Regions from separate parts of the Mus musculus genome. Here all the other regions are linked to region 3. Evidence: chromatin contacts called from public HiChIP or PLAC-seq, Micro-C and promoter capture Hi-C data. All regions are on one chromosome and are shown on one strand. Each heading gives the region's core, a stretch centred on a gene start, on an enhancer-like site or on the middle of the called end of the contact. The rest is flanking DNA. Distances are from core to core; before and after follow the strand shown. Region 1 holds the start of H2-Ab1 (histocompatibility 2, class II antigen A, beta 1). Region 2 holds the start of Sapcd1 (suppressor APC domain containing 1). Region 3 holds the start of Tnxb (tenascin XB). Region 4 holds the start of Bag6 (BCL2-associated athanogene 6). Region 5 holds the start of Tap2 (transporter 2, ATP-binding cassette, sub-family B (MDR/TAP)).

Region 1 (2,700 bases), core at 197-2,696, 410 kb before region 3:
GGCTTCTTCTCTTCCCAGCCGAGGACACAGCCTATTAGGTTTCATCTTAGGGAAGGTGTAGAAGAGGCAGAGGCTGCAGATTATTGTGTGGAGGTCTGACGTGGGGGCTGAGGACCCTGAGAGCATCCACTGCCATGGTCCCTGAATGGCCATGTTTGTCTGCTAACCCTTTCCACATCTGAGTTGATGTTTCTCCTGCATGCTCCCTGCCTAGGCTTAGGAGATCTGTGTCTGTCCTGAGCAGAGCTGATGGTGAGAGCCCAGTGCGGTCCCTCTCTGGTTCTCTACATCAGGGTGCCAGTGTGGACCCTGGAATGCTGCAGTTCACCTGCGCTGCTGGAGCCCCCACGGGATGGTCTTGTTACCCAACTCTACGTCTTTCCCTTTTCCTTCATCAACTCTGTTTTCAGGTCCTGACCCCTGTTTAACTAGGATCTAAAATAATAGAGATAGTGTTGTAGTTTCAGGGAAAGAGACTTATTGTTTAGTCATTTGGTATTTGTCAGGTACCATTCCAGCTGATGGACAATTAGACTTAGTAGTGTATACCTGAGGAGAGATGTATTTGAAGCACAAGTTGATGACTCTGTTATTCAGCCTGGCACAGTGTGACAAACCTATGGCTGTCCCTTCCTGAAACTGCTATTTTACACCATTAGCCTTTTGTCCTTGAAATTCCAGGCAGCTGGATCTGGAAGCCCTAAAAGGTTGTGGAGTTTTCCTTAGCTGACATCATGGTTATGGAGGATTTAAACAGCAGAAGAATCCACAAGAGCAACGTTGGGCTGATCAACTTCTGTATTTTCATTGGAATATCGTGAATGTAGAAGACTCCTGCATGGGGAAGGTGCATGAGCCAGCAGGGCTGAGACACACATTAACCTGACATTTCCAACATGTACACAGGACAGCTCAATGCTTTCCATTATTAACCACATCACACTGCTCTTCCATGTGAGCTTATCAAAACCTAGAATACAGTTCAGGGAACATGGCTTGCATTTTACAAAGAGAATTCCAGGATTGGAAAGAGGCTCAGCGACTCCCCAAGAACTCTGCTTTCTCACCTGAGGCACCCCAGAGGGTCAGATGTAACAAAACATGATTTCTCTGTCTCTTAATACATGTCACACTCATTTCTCCCACTACAACCTCAAGTGTAAGAACAGTAGATTTGAAATAATTATCCCAAAGTTGTCTATACTTCACGCACTTTTCTCTTTAAACCCCCAAACACAGGCAGTCTGCAGTTTAGAAAAGTTTACTCTGTAACTGAGAGGAGCAGTCACCTCAAACGTTCATCCAGTGGGGCTCATGAAGAAACAGACCATGCCGCGCATAGAGAGCCTTTGTAAACAAAGTCTACCCAGAGACAGATGACAGACTTCAGCTCCAATGCTGATTGGTTCCTCACTTGGGACCAACCCTGACACTCTGGGATTTCAGATCACTCCAGGCTACAGAACTTTGCTTTCTGAAGGGGGCACAGCAGGTGTGAGTCCTGGTGACTGCCATTACCTGTGCCTTAGAGATGGCTCTGCAGATCCCCAGCCTCCTCCTCTCGGCTGCTGTGGTGGTGCTGATGGTGCTGAGCAGCCCAGGGACTGAGGGCGGAGACTCCGAAAGTAAGTGCCGGGGGCAGGGCTCTCCAGAGCCAGCACTCTGGGGGTCGTGTTCTGAGGGACCCTGGGGACTCTGGGATGTGGGAGGGGGTGGCAAAATCCTGATTTTACTATAGATTTCCTTTCTCTGAAGAGAGAGTGAGACTCCATTCTCACTTCTGTGTTCTAATATTGAGTTAGGATGGTGCCGCCGCCGGTGCGAGCCTGACATATAAACGGAGGAGGAGGAGGAGGCGGCAGAATTTAAATCGACCACCAAAGATAAGGGTTGTGCATGGGGAGACAGCAGGGCTTACAATACCAGTGCCCCCACCCACTCCCCCGTACAGGGCTTACAATACCAGTGCCCCCCACCCCCACCCCGTACATTGTCTGGAGGAAATGCCAGATTCTGAAGTGGGGAAACAGATCAGCGATGGTCTGTGGTCCCGATGTTTGCGGACAACTCCTCATGTGGAGTGGAGGTTTAAGAGAGCGAACTCTAGGCGTCTAACTCAGAGAGAAGCCAGTGACCAAGAAACCTAATTTTTTTGGTCAAATGGAATCCAGAACTCAAACACTGAGTTAGTAAATTGAATTTCCAAGAAAACACTAGGCCCAGAAGGGACATATGTGATACATACCCTGGGGTGAGCGGAGGTGTCCTAGTTCGTTCGGAGACCAGAGAGTAAATAAAGCCCCAGTCCCCTAAGCCATAGAGGTGTCTTCAGTCTCGCAGTTACCCTTAAGATGCCTGGAGTGACCGTGCAAGCAGGCAGTTCTCAGAGGTTGCCTGGATTCCCATTTGTTGGTTTTGTAGTCGGGGCTCTCCTGAGAACGAGTGCCCCCTAGGGGGTCAGGGCCTTTTGCACACAGGAGAGAGTCCCACAGGGTGGGGGTGGGGTAGCAGAAACTGGCAAATATTTTATTTATTTTTTGTATCCTAGTTTTATTAGTTCGCTGAGAATTTCGTACAGTTTTGGTCATATTTACTCCCTCTTCCAACTCTACCCAGGCCCATCCCCCCCCCTCTACCACCCAACTTTTGGTGTCCCTTAGTTTTATTATTATTTTTTTTTTCAAATGTACCAAGTACCGT
Region 2 (2,700 bases), core at 100-2,599, 360 kb after region 3:
TCTAGAAATTAAAACTAATAAACTCACCTTGTGAATCAGACTGTGCAGACAAGCATTCACCTTTTGAATCCGGGTTAGCAGAGGGGCATCAGTCTCTGAATGCAAGTCCATCAGAAAGTCCTAGGCAGGGTTGGAGGGTGACCGAGTGCTGGAGACAGGTCCTCCTGCCACTTCCTCACCACGGGCCACTCTTCTCATCAGATTCCCTTCTCCCAGAACCCTTCCAGACAGATGGAAAGGCCAGCCCTCTCTCTCCACCTCCATCTTTTTTTTTTTTTGGTTTTTGGAGACAGGGTTTCTCTGTAGCCCTGGCTGTCCTGGAACTCACTCTGTAGACCAGGCTGGCCTCGAACTCAGAAATCTGCCTGCCTCTGCCTCCCAAGTGCCGGGATTAAAGGCGTGGGCCACCACTCCACCTCCATCTCTTAAAATTGCAGTCAGTTCCTTTCAAACTACCTGGAACCCCACCCCCACCCTGGAACCCCACCCCCACTCCTGTTCCTTATGGGTCTTCTCCCCCCCCCCCCCCCCCCGCCCAGTGAGAGACACCCAGGCCACTCTCTGATTCTCTGTGGGGTGCTCAGATGGAGTCCCTCTGAATGGAATGCAGACCACTTCTTCCAGCACAATGAACACTGGTGGCTGTCCTGTCATTTCCAATGCTATTCCAGTTCATGTGCCCTGCCCGTTAACCCTCCCCTTCCCAGAGCAGCCTTTGAGGTCCACGTGCTCCCTGCTTCTCCCTCCCCAGCCCGTGCACAGATGGCTGCCCCCTACCTCGCCAAGGGCCCCCAGCTGCAGCTGCCGTTGCTGGGTCTCCCTCAGCCGGTCTGCGAACCAGGCCTGGCCATGCTCCAGCAGCTCCAGGCCCTGCCACAGAGCATCTTGTTCCCTCTCCAGAGCCTGCATCATCTGCAGCTGGCTTAGAGGAGACACAGGCCAAAACGACTCACTCCCAGCAGGACCCTAGGTATGGCAATCTCCTCTAAAGGGCTCACTATCTGATCACTAAGGATTTGAATAACAAAGGAATACAGAGGGAAAGTCTGTGGGTCCTCAGTTGAGAGGAAATATATGCAGGGTACATCATGGGAGGGGATGTCCCAAGACTGAGTTGGTCTCGCACTCACCCAGAGGAAGAAGTTCTGGGCTCCTGGGTCTTGGCGGCTTGTCCCCAGTGGTAGCAGCAGAACAGTGTAGGGCGCTTGCACCAGGGGTGGCCCACCAGGACCTGGGCTCTCCATGGCTCTAAAGTAGGAAGGGCGGAGCCGGGGCTGGTCCCTCCCCAACCCATCTTCTACCCATCCTGCCTTGTCTTTCAGCCTGTGAGGCCAGGATAATTCTTAAGGCAACAGATAGCTTCCCTTAAACTGTGTGTCAACCTTCATTTTTGTTTTTGTGGTTTTTGTTTTGTATAGTCTGTTGGAAGTAGCTTGTCCTCATTGAGTCCCAAGGACAGAATCTAAATTTATTTAAAGTTTTATTTAGAGTCAGGGTCTCCCTGTGTAGCCTAGCTAGCCTGGAACTCACTATATAGACCAGGCTGGCCTCAAACTCAGAGCTCCACCTGCCTTTGTCTTCCCAGTGGTAGAATTAAAGGTCTGCACCATCGTACCTGCATTTATTTATTTATACCACCATTCCTGACTAAATGTAATTATCTACTTGTTAGTTTATGTGTATGTGTGTGTCCATGAGCTTATGTGTATTCCATGTGTCCCAGAGCCCCTGAGACTAGAAGAGGGTGTAAGATCCCTTGGAACTGGAGTGACACACAGATGTGACCCACCATGTGGTTCTTGGAACCAAAGCCACTTTCTCTGCAAGAGCAGTCAGTGCCTCTAATCACTGAGCATCTGCCCAGCCCAACTGTCACTATATTTGAGTGACTTCCCCCTGTCCCAGCTGATGTCCTGTTGGGTGACCTAAGGAAACACCTTGATCTAAAATAAGCTTTATTCCTAGCACAAGACACAATGTGCAAACTGAGAACTCTGCAGTAAGGGAAAAAAAAAAACCCGAAAAGGCATGGTAGGCCCCGGGGCTCAGGTAGCTGGGAGGCGAGGGAGGACTCTCAGAGGATGGTGGGAGCAGCGGGCAGCACTTCCTGACTAATGAAAATGTCCAGGTCCAGGGTGGGATCCTCCAAGTCCAGTTTTAGAAACGTATCCACCAGTGCCTGGCAGCTGCAGGAGAGACAGAACAGTGTGGCTGCTGGGTCGCCAACTCCCTATGCAGACAGAGGGGAGGGTCTGTGCGGGAAACTGCAGCCTTGGAGAGCCAAGCGTTTCAAAAGCAGCCATGGATACTGAGTTGGTTTTGTTTGTCGTTTTCTGACAAGGTCTTGCTATGTAGCTCAGGCTGGCCTTGAACACCAGGCTTACAGGCACGTGCCCGTGCCACACCTGACTTGGTGAGGAGAAGGAGGAGGAGGAGGAGGAGGAAGAGAGCACGGGGCTGCAGAAAGATGGCTGGGGCCAGGTGAGGGAGAACACAGGAGCTGTGGGGAGCATGGCAGGCCCCACTCACTTTTCCATTTGGTTCCTCCTCAGAAGCTCATTCGTGGCCTTGATGGGTTTCCCACTGCGGATCAAGTCTGAGACCTAGCACAGAGGCACAGGGAGGATGGGGTGAGGACGTTAGGGAAGAGGGGAAATGAGGGTCAGAAGTCCTGTGGGCCTACAAGTCCAGAGTTTCAAG
Region 3 (2,700 bases), core at 89-2,588:
TGGGAGGGGTGGAGGGAAGGGAGGCTGTGGGTGAGATGAAATGTATGAGAGAAGAATTTTTTAAAAATTAAAAGGCAAGATGGGTGTGGTGGTGCATACCTTTGACCCCAGCACTCAGGAGGCAGAGGCAGGTAGATCTTTGAGTTTGAGGCAGGCCGGGTCTACAAAGAAAGTTCCAGGACAGTCAGCACTACACAGAGAAACAAAAAACTAACCAACCAACTAACCAACCAACCAAACAAACAAAAAAGTGATTGTTGGCTGAGCATAGTGGTGTCTGCTGGTCATCTTGGCTTTGCGGAGGTAGAGACAGGATGATCAAAAGTTCAAGGCCATCCTGGGCTGCATAGTGGATGTGAAGCTAGCCTGAGCTACAGGAGACCTGCATTAAAGAAAGAGAAGGAGAAGGAGGAAGAGAGAGAGGAAGAAGAGGAGAAGGAAGAAGAGGAGGAGGGAGAAGAGGAAGAAGAGGAGAAGGGAGAAGAGGAGGAAGAAGAGGAGGAGGAAGAAGAGGAGGAGGAAGAGGAGGAAGGAGGTGAAAAGAAGGTGGAGGGGAGGAGGAGGAAGAGGAAGAGAAGGAGGAGAAGAAGAGGAAGAGAATGAGGAGGAGGGGAGGAAGAGGAAGAGGAGAAGAGGAAGAGGAGGGGGGAGGGGGAAGGGTAGAGAAAGGAGTGGGATGGACTCACTCTCACCCCTACAGGAGTCTGTCAGGCTGTGCACTGGGCACTGGGGAGCTGGTCCAGGTGTTTGGGGAAGGCCATGGCCTCTGTACTCATCGGCCAGACTCCCTTGGCACAGACGTGTTGGCACCAACCTTATCCAGCAACTTTTCATGCTAAGCACATGCAGCAGAGTGGGGTCAGGCGAGGTACCTGTTCTCATGGGATGCTGAGTGCTATGTGGAGCGTGGGCGGGCCTCTGTGATTGGGAGGGTGGGGACAAGCGGCTCTGCCCGACATGAGGATGGCCTGAGTAAGGGCAGAACTGTTAAGATGTCAGCTTGTAGGCGTCAAAAAGAGCATTCTAGACAGAGGGGGCAAAGCACAGAGGCCTTAGGGTAGTCTTTGCAGAGCAAACAGAAGATGGGTTTGGAGCATAGTATCGGTGAGAGGAACACGGTGAAGGAGGGAAGACAGTGAGCAGACGACATCAGAAAGAGACAGACCAGATCTGCCCAGAGAGGCCCTTCTTCAGCTTTGGATTTTCATCCATGTGTGAGCTGAGTTTGTTGCCAGTAGGTGTTCTGCTGATGTGTGCTGGAGATGAGGGGAACTGACCTTTACTGAGTCAGTTCTCACACGGGTGTTTTTCCCCCCCCTCCCCCCAGCCTTCTGAACCATGGCAGCTCAGTGCACCCCGTCTATTCTGACCATCCTGGTGTTGCTTGGCTTAGCCAGAGCAGGCCCATTCTCTCCTCGGTCTAATGTGACACTTCCGGCCCCACGGCCCCCTCCCAAGCCCGGTGGTCCTTCTTCTCAGCTGTACGAGCATACTGTGGAAGGAGGAGAGAAGCAGGTGGTGTTCACCCATCGCATTAACCTGCCCCCGTCAGCCGGCTGCGGCTGTCCCCCGGGCTCTGAGCCCCCGGTGCCTGCTTCAGAGGTGCAGGCCCTGAGGGTCCGCCTGGAGATCCTGGAGGAGCTGGTAAAAGGGCTTAAGGAGCACTGCACAGGAGGATGCTGTCCCACTGCGGCCCAAGCTGGCACAGGTGAGCCGCTGGTGGGGTGGGGGAGGAGGGGGGGGGAAAGAGGGTGGGGATGGGAGAATCGCCAAGCAACTAGGAGCTAAAATGACCTTTTGAAAATAAGATGTCCATAGGACACTTACACGGGCTGGGTCTCACTTCTTATTGCTCCAGGCCAGACTGACGTGCGCAGCCTCTGCAGCCTCCACGGTGTCTTTGACCTGAGCCGCTGCGCCTGTTCCTGTGAGCCTGGCTGGGGTGGACCCACCTGCTCAGACCCTACGGACACAAAGACGCCCACCTCATCGCCGCCCTCCAAGTCCTGTCCCGAAGACTGCAACGACCAGGGACGCTGCGTCCGAGGACGCTGCGTGTGCTTCCCCGGCTACAGTGGCCCCAGCTGTAGCTGGCCCTCTTGCCCTGGAGATTGTCAGGGGCGCGGGCGCTGCGTGAAGGGCGTGTGCGTGTGTCGCGCGGGCTTCTCAGGCCCTGACTGCAGCCAGCGCTCTTGCCCTCGCAACTGCAACCAGAGAGGACGCTGCGAGGAAGGACGCTGCGTGTGTGACCCCGGCTACTCCGGTGAGGACTGTGGGGTGCGGAGCTGTCCCAGGGGATGCAGCCAAAGAGGCCGCTGCGAGAACGGCCTCTGCGTGTGCAACCCCGGCTACTCTGGCGAGGACTGTGGGGTGCGGAACTGTCCCAGGGGCTGCAGCCAGAGGGGTCGCTGCGAGGACGGCCGCTGTGTGTGCGATCCCGGCTATAGTGGCGAAGATTGCAGCATGAGGACCTGCCCATGGGACTGTGGCGACGGAGGGCGCTGCGTGGACGGTCGCTGCGTGTGCTGGCCCGGGTACTCGGGCGAAGACTGTAGCACGCGGACGTGCCCGCGTGACTGCCGTGGCCGGGGCCGCTGCGAGGACGGGGAATGTATCTGTGACGCAGGCTACAGTGGCGACGACTGCGGTGTGCGGAGCTGCCCCGGGGACTGTAACCAAAGGGGCCACTGTGAGGATGGC
Region 4 (2,700 bases), core at 173-2,672, 460 kb after region 3:
GCATGTAAAAGTCTCATCATACAATGCTTACTGGAAGTCTCATCAGTACTGGCATCTAAGAATAAGTGGGGAAGAATGCAGAGAGAGAAAAACTTAACCGTTCAACTCCCTTGGCGGTGGGCCTTTCAATCCCCTTTCTTTTTCTTCCTTCTTTTCTTTTCTATTTTATTTTATTTTATTTTATTTATTTTATTTTATTTGTTTGTTTTTGAGACAGGGTTTCTCTGTGTAGCCCTGGCTGTCCTTGAACTCACTTTGTAGACCAGGCTGGCCTCGAACTCAGAAATCCGCCTGCCTCTGCCTCCCAAGTGCTGGGATTAAAGGTGTGCACCACCACGCCCGGCTTTTCTTTTCCTTTTTTAAAGATTTATTTATTTTATGTATGTGAGTACACTGTCGCTGTCTTCAGACACACCAGAAGAGGGTGTCAGATCTCATTACGGATGGTTGTGAGCCACCATGTAGTTGCTGGGAATTGAACTCAGGACCTCTGGAAGAGCAGACAGTGCTCTTCATCTCTTGAGCCATCTCTCCATTCCCTTGGTCCCTTCTTAAAGTCTTGTCCTTTAATCTGATCCGCAAGGCACCCGTTCTCTTTTCTTTCTTTTTTTCTACAAAGCTCTTAAAAAGCAGCAGAAATGTCTCAAAACCAAAAAATGCAATAGAATTTTTTTTTATCCTTAAACATGGCACTCCCTCGGAGATCTCAATAAACAGGATGCTCAAAGTCTGCAAAGAGCCCAACCGGCCTAATCCCGCCAGGAACTAGAGTCGGGCACAAGCAAACACAGCCCGCGGAACGCCACCAGCCGTCCACGAAAAAGAGTGGCTTCCGGAAGAACAGAAATGATGGGAGGACCAGAGGTCTTGCAGAGTTTTAGGTAGTTAGAATTGTGCCTGTAAACGTCTCTGACCATCAAGATGGGACGTTGATTAACGAGGTGCACTCCACACAAGTCTCACAATTTTTCTCGAGGAAATTACAGCATCTCACTCAGTCATTTTTCTTTAGGCGTTTCCAGTAGCCACCCCGGTCCGGTTGCACTCTGGCGCGCGCAGGGAAGAAACGCACATAGCCGGAGGGGGGCGGGGAAGTACTTAGAGTGTGCGCACGCGTGGCGCCGCTCACGCAGGCGCAGTGCGGTCCCCCGGGCGACGACGGCGGCGGCGGCGGCTCCTCCGGGTGGTCGGCTCCCTCCCATCTCGGCCGGCCCGGGCCCGTCTCGCCCCCCAGAAACTCACTGTTCGGGGCTGTGGACTTTCTCATCGTGCCCCACGAAAGTAAATCGGGGGAGACTGGGGGAGCCGGAAGTACCGCCTCGAGATCCCCCCAAATACGATCGGGGAAACGGAAGTGGCCCTTGGTGCCAGGTTGGGGGAGACCGGAAGTGACGGTACCGTGGGGACGTCGGGGGCGGAGCCACAGGGTGGTGGGCTGTGTATGTGTGTTTGTATGTGTTTGGTCGCGTGTTGGTTAAGTCGTGTTGCTGGAATACCGAGGAGAGGCGGAGGCGGAAGGCGGGGGCGGTCAGCGAGCCCGTCCAGCCTCCCGTGAGTGTCCGCGGTCTTGGGTCGGTGGTGATTTAGGCGGGTTCGATTGTGGTGCTGCGCGTGCGCGAAGCCACTTTTCTCTGCCGAGTCTAGCGCGACCCTCCCCCCACCCCTCGCGTTGTCCTAGGATTTCCCGATCTCTCGGGCGCTTGCTCGGTCGCGACCGGTGATGACACTGGCCTCTGGTCGGTCTCGTGCTTGCTTCCCTGATTCCTAGCCCAACTGGCTCTCCCTATTGTGATTGGCATGGTGGAGCCCCTCCCACCTCTCGTCCTTCATCTCCCTATGCCGTCGATCTCCTACCCTTTGTGTTTCTGTTCCTGTGCCCCCGAATCAAAAAGGGGGGATGAGAAGGAGGATGAATATATCTGCTTGTGTATGAGAAACTTTGAAGGGATTGGGGCGGAGATTGGGTCCAGAGAGGCTTCCGGGTGTATAAAATACAGTGCGACCGACAGCGAACCCCCCCCCCTCGTTCTTCTTTAGAGAGCTGTCGGCCATGGAGCCGAGTGATAGTGCCAGTACCGCTATGGAGGAGCCTGACAGCCTGGAGGTACTGGTGAAGACCCTGGACTCTCAGACTCGGACTTTTATTGTGGGGGCCCAGGTGAGACACCAGTACTTTGTAGAAGGATGCGCCTGATTTTCTTGTCATTGACTCTTTTGTCCCTTACTGGATAGGACATCTGATGTACCTATTGAGTGAGGGGATGTGGTTACTGTTGAGTGAGGCCGATTTGGAGTCTGTCTTCACTTTGACAGAACTCAGTGAAGAGGAAAGTAGAGAGGAGGGATCTATACCTGTTCTGTGCAGACCCCAGCCCAAAGAGACAGACATGACTCTGGCCTTTGGGACCAGACACAACACAGGGGGCACCTTGGACAAGAATGGTGTGTCACAGGGACCTCAGACAAGTTTGGTGTGGGTTTTTTTTTTTTTTTTTTAAACAGAGTGTTCACAGCTTGGTACTATTTTTATAAGATTAAGGAAACCTGCTTTCATCCACTGTGAAGTAGACTTGTCAATAGCTGAGGCATGGTTTGAGCCTCCTGACCTTAGTGCACTGTGGCCACTGCATAATTCTTTGAGACAACCACCATGAGGAGGTCATTTTTGTGGTTTTTAAAGCAGATATTTAAAAAGCCACA
Region 5 (2,700 bases), core at 167-2,666, 470 kb before region 3:
ACAGGAGTGCTCAGGGCAGGAGTGTTCAGGGCACAGCACAGGAGTACTCAGCACAGTGCTCAGTGCAGGCATGCTCAGTGCAGGAGTACTCAGGACAAGAGTACTCAGTACAGAGTGTTTGGTGTAGGAGTGCTGAGTGCAGGAGTGCTCAGTGTAGCAGTGCTCAGTGCAGGAGTGCTCAGGGCAGGAGAGTTCAGCGCATGAGTGCTCCGTGCAGGAGTGGTCAAGAGCCAGGTCAGGGGTTAGAGGACTCTGAGATCCAGACAGCCAGATGGGAGCCTTCTCCACCTGGGGTAGCCCTAAAGTCCAGAGAGATAGGCATAGCCATGTAGGCCTGCTTTAAGGCCACCCCCAGCCCCCCCCCCGCCCTCAACATTTGACCTTCAAGTGACTCATGGGTAGTCACACCAGCATGTCTAAGGGGATTTTTTTTCCTTTATAGGTAGTTTCAGCCCGCAGAGTCATTTCTCCTTGTAGTGCCCTGGTGGTGGGGTGTGGTGATGAGCAGCATGGTTGATTTTCATGTCTGAGAATGGAACCTGGTGCCTCACCATGCTCTGTGAGGGCTCTTCCCTGGAGCCCAGAAGGGTGATTTCCGCAATGAACTGGGCTCTGGGGAGGAGGCCGGGTTCCCTCTTTGATGGTGTTAGCCTACAGCCTACTCTGACTACCTCACAAGCAGCAGGCCCTGGCACTGACCCAGGGCCCTCACTGCAAGTGCGGTGTGCTGCGAAGAAAGTCTGAGGACAAAGGGCCAGAGCCTCTGGGTTCAAAATCTGTGAAAGGGAACCTTTGGCCTGCTGATAGGAGCTGAGGCCTTCTTGTAAGCCCTAGTTTTACCCCAGACCCCAACTCTTGAGCTTACCTGGAAAAACAAACAAGCCCTCAAGCCTCTCTTCTCTTCCACCCTCCGTCCTTCTCTCTCCTCTCTTCCTTTTTCCAAAGGTGGGACACCTGTGTGGTCTGCTGACTGGGAGGGACCTGAAGTCACTCCCTCCTCCATTTTCCTCCCTCCCCTTCCTTCCGTCCACGACCATTCTCTTCCCTCGCCTTTCTCCTTCTCCTATGCTCTTTTCTGCCCTTTACTCCTCCTCCTCTTTCCCCTTCCTCAAACCTACTGGCAGCGAACCCTGGGCTCAGGCAAGTTTTCTCAACATCTGAACTATAGTCCCAGTTTAACCGGCGCTTCTTAAAACATGCTCGGAGGTCGGAGAAATGCAGGGTTTTTTCGTTTTTTTTTTTTGTTTGTTTTGTTTTTTTTTGTTTTTGTTTTTGTTTTTTTTTCCTTTTCAAAGCATCTCAGACCCTCAAGAGTTTTGCTAGTAGCGGCCTTGGAGGGCGAGCCTTTTTGGGAACCTGGGGCGCTCAACCCACCCGCAAATTGACAGGCGCCATCTGCTGGCGGCTGTGCGCAGCACCGCGACCACGGCAGTGAAGTGAAAGCGAAAGCCGCGGGACCCAGGCGCGCTCCCCGCGAGGGCGTCGCTGCGCACCCAGGAGATCCAGTTTGAGAAGAAGCAGATTCCAGAAGCTCTCCTGAGCTGCCGCTCCGCAGCCGCAGGTGAGTTCTTTTGGATAGAACCCGAGAGTTAGCAGGAGTGCGGCCCATTCCCAAACCCTTGGCGTCATCATCCGGTTCCCCACTCCTCGTCCCCTGTCTTGGGTCTTCTGCCGCTTACTCCCTGCCCCGTGTCCTCTGCTCCGTGCCCCTGCCCCACCCAGTGTCCCAGGTCCCCTGTCCCTCACCCCTTGCCCAAGGTCCTCTGCCCCACCCCCTTGCCCTGCGTCCCCGGTCTTCCGTCGGGCGCCGCCGGCCCAGCGCCCCTACTCAGAACCTTCTGTCCCAAGCCATCTAAGGCTACCGAACCCACCCGCATCCCGCCCCTGCACCGGGTCTCCTGGCTCTTAAAGACCCGAGGAATGGGGGCAGTGTGTCTTCTTGGGCTAACACCAACAAACTTCAGGGAGATGGATGTGGTGGCAGCAGACCGCCCCCTCCCCCACCCCCACCCCCGTGCTGTGTGTCTGAGTGTCTGTGTGTCTGTGTGACTGTGTGTGAGAATAATGCAGCCTTCCCAGCTCCGTCAGACAGTCAGTCCTAGGAGAGACTTATCTAGGAGGGGGTCTTTCCGGTGAACAAGAAGCCTCAGGGTGGATTTGGGGCAGGAGGCTCGTAACCAGGGTTGGAACTCCACAGACCTCATTTCTCCCTTTCTTTCCGCAGAACCCACCATGGCGCTGTCCTACCTGAGGCCCTGGGTCTCTCTGCTGCTGGCGGACATGGCTTTACTTGGGTTGCTACAAGGATCTCTGGGAAATCTGCTTCCCCAGGGGCTGCCAGGACTCTGGATAGAGGGCACCCTGCGACTTGGAGTGCTGTGGGGACTGCTAAAAGTGGGAGAGCTGCTGGGACTTGTGGGGACCCTTCTGCCCTTGCTCTGCCTTGCCACTCCCCTGTTTTTCTCGCTAAGAGCTCTGGTGGGAGGCACCGCGAGCACCTCAGTAGTCCGAGTGGCTTCTGCCTCTTGGGGCTGGCTGCTGGCTGGCTATGGGGCTGTTGCGCTGAGCTGGGCCGTGTGGGCTGTGCTGAGCCCGGCTGGAGTCCAGGAGAAGGAACCAGGCCAGGAGAACAGAACACTGATGAAGCGGTTGCTGAAGCTGTCCAGGCCGGACCTGCCTTTCCTCATAGCTGCCTTCTTC

Evidence for each region. Promoter capture Hi-C pulls out the DNA fragments that hold promoters and counts their contacts. Hi-C and Micro-C count contacts between places; a contact is called where the count stands out from the background. HiChIP or PLAC-seq counts read pairs in DNA pulled down with a chosen protein or histone mark.
Region 1: a contact with region 3 is called in a promoter capture Hi-C map of embryonic stem cells. The contact joins the promoter of H2-Ab1 here to the promoter of Tnxb in region 3. A contact is called at or near these places in 4 of 39 promoter capture datasets (cranial neural crest, embryonic stem cells, second pharyngeal arch cranial neural crest and 1 more), 4 of 484 Hi-C or Micro-C datasets (the N1E-115 cell line and embryonic stem cells), 1 of 115 datasets of contacts at active chromatin or transcription factors (embryonic stem cells) and 1 of 9 other capture datasets (embryonic stem cells).
Region 2: a contact with region 3 is called in a promoter capture Hi-C map of liver, with 3 times the contacts expected there. The contact joins the promoter of Sapcd1 here to the promoter of Tnxb in region 3. A contact is called at or near these places in 2 of 39 promoter capture datasets (both in liver) and 1 of 115 datasets of contacts at active chromatin or transcription factors (pancreatic cancer cells).
Region 4: a contact with region 3 is called in an H3K4me3 HiChIP or PLAC-seq map of bone marrow-derived macrophages, with 3 times the contacts expected there. The contact joins the promoter of Bag6 here to the promoter of Tnxb in region 3. A contact is called at or near these places in 3 of 39 promoter capture datasets (embryonic stem cells, hippocampal neurons and liver), 1 of 484 Hi-C or Micro-C datasets (embryonic stem cells) and 2 of 115 datasets of contacts at active chromatin or transcription factors (bone marrow-derived macrophages and pancreatic cancer cells).
Region 5: a Micro-C map of embryonic stem cells shows a contact between it and region 3. The contact joins the promoter of Tap2 here to the promoter of Tnxb in region 3. A contact is called at or near these places in 5 of 39 promoter capture datasets (cranial neural crest, embryonic stem cells and stem cell-derived epiblast-like cells), 1 of 484 Hi-C or Micro-C datasets (embryonic stem cells) and 1 of 9 other capture datasets (adipose tissue).

Annotation. Positions count from the first base shown.
Region 1 is chr17:34,261,781-34,264,480 of GRCm38.p6, forward strand. It overlaps H2-Ab1 (histocompatibility 2, class II antigen A, beta 1), which reads left to right and starts at 1,447. Exons shown (of 6, transcript NM_207105.3): 1 at 1,447-1,625. The coding sequence starts at 1,532.
Region 2 is chr17:35,026,667-35,029,366 of GRCm38.p6, forward strand. It overlaps Sapcd1 (suppressor APC domain containing 1), which reads right to left and starts at 1,350. Exons shown (of 4, transcript NM_023893.4): 1 at 1,131-1,350; 2 at 778-918; 3 at 28-120. The coding sequence starts at 1,244. It overlaps Msh5 (mutS homolog 5), which reads right to left. Exons shown (of 25, transcript NM_001146215.2): 24 at 2,530-2,603; 25 at 1,939-2,186. The coding sequence ends at 2,075. It overlaps Gm52318 (a long non-coding RNA gene), which reads left to right and starts at 882. Exons shown (of 2, transcript XR_003952415.1): 1 at 882-970. Vwa7 (von Willebrand factor A domain containing 7) reads left to right here. Exons shown (of 17, transcript NM_138582.1): 17 at 1-75.
Region 3 is chr17:34,669,197-34,671,896 of GRCm38.p6, forward strand. It overlaps Tnxb (tenascin XB), which reads left to right and starts at 1,339. Exons shown (of 33, transcript NM_031176.2): 1 at 1,339-1,708; 2 at 1,859-2,700. The coding sequence starts at 1,339.
Region 4 is chr17:35,134,078-35,136,777 of GRCm38.p6, forward strand. It overlaps Bag6 (BCL2-associated athanogene 6), which reads left to right and starts at 1,423. Exons shown (of 26, transcript NM_001372261.1): 1 at 1,423-1,551; 2 at 2,038-2,158. The coding sequence starts at 2,051.
Region 5 is chr17:34,203,063-34,205,762 of GRCm38.p6, forward strand. Tap2 (transporter 2, ATP-binding cassette, sub-family B (MDR/TAP)) reads left to right here and starts at 1,417. Exons shown (of 12, transcript NM_011530.3): 1 at 1,417-1,561; 2 at 2,225-2,700. The coding sequence starts at 2,233.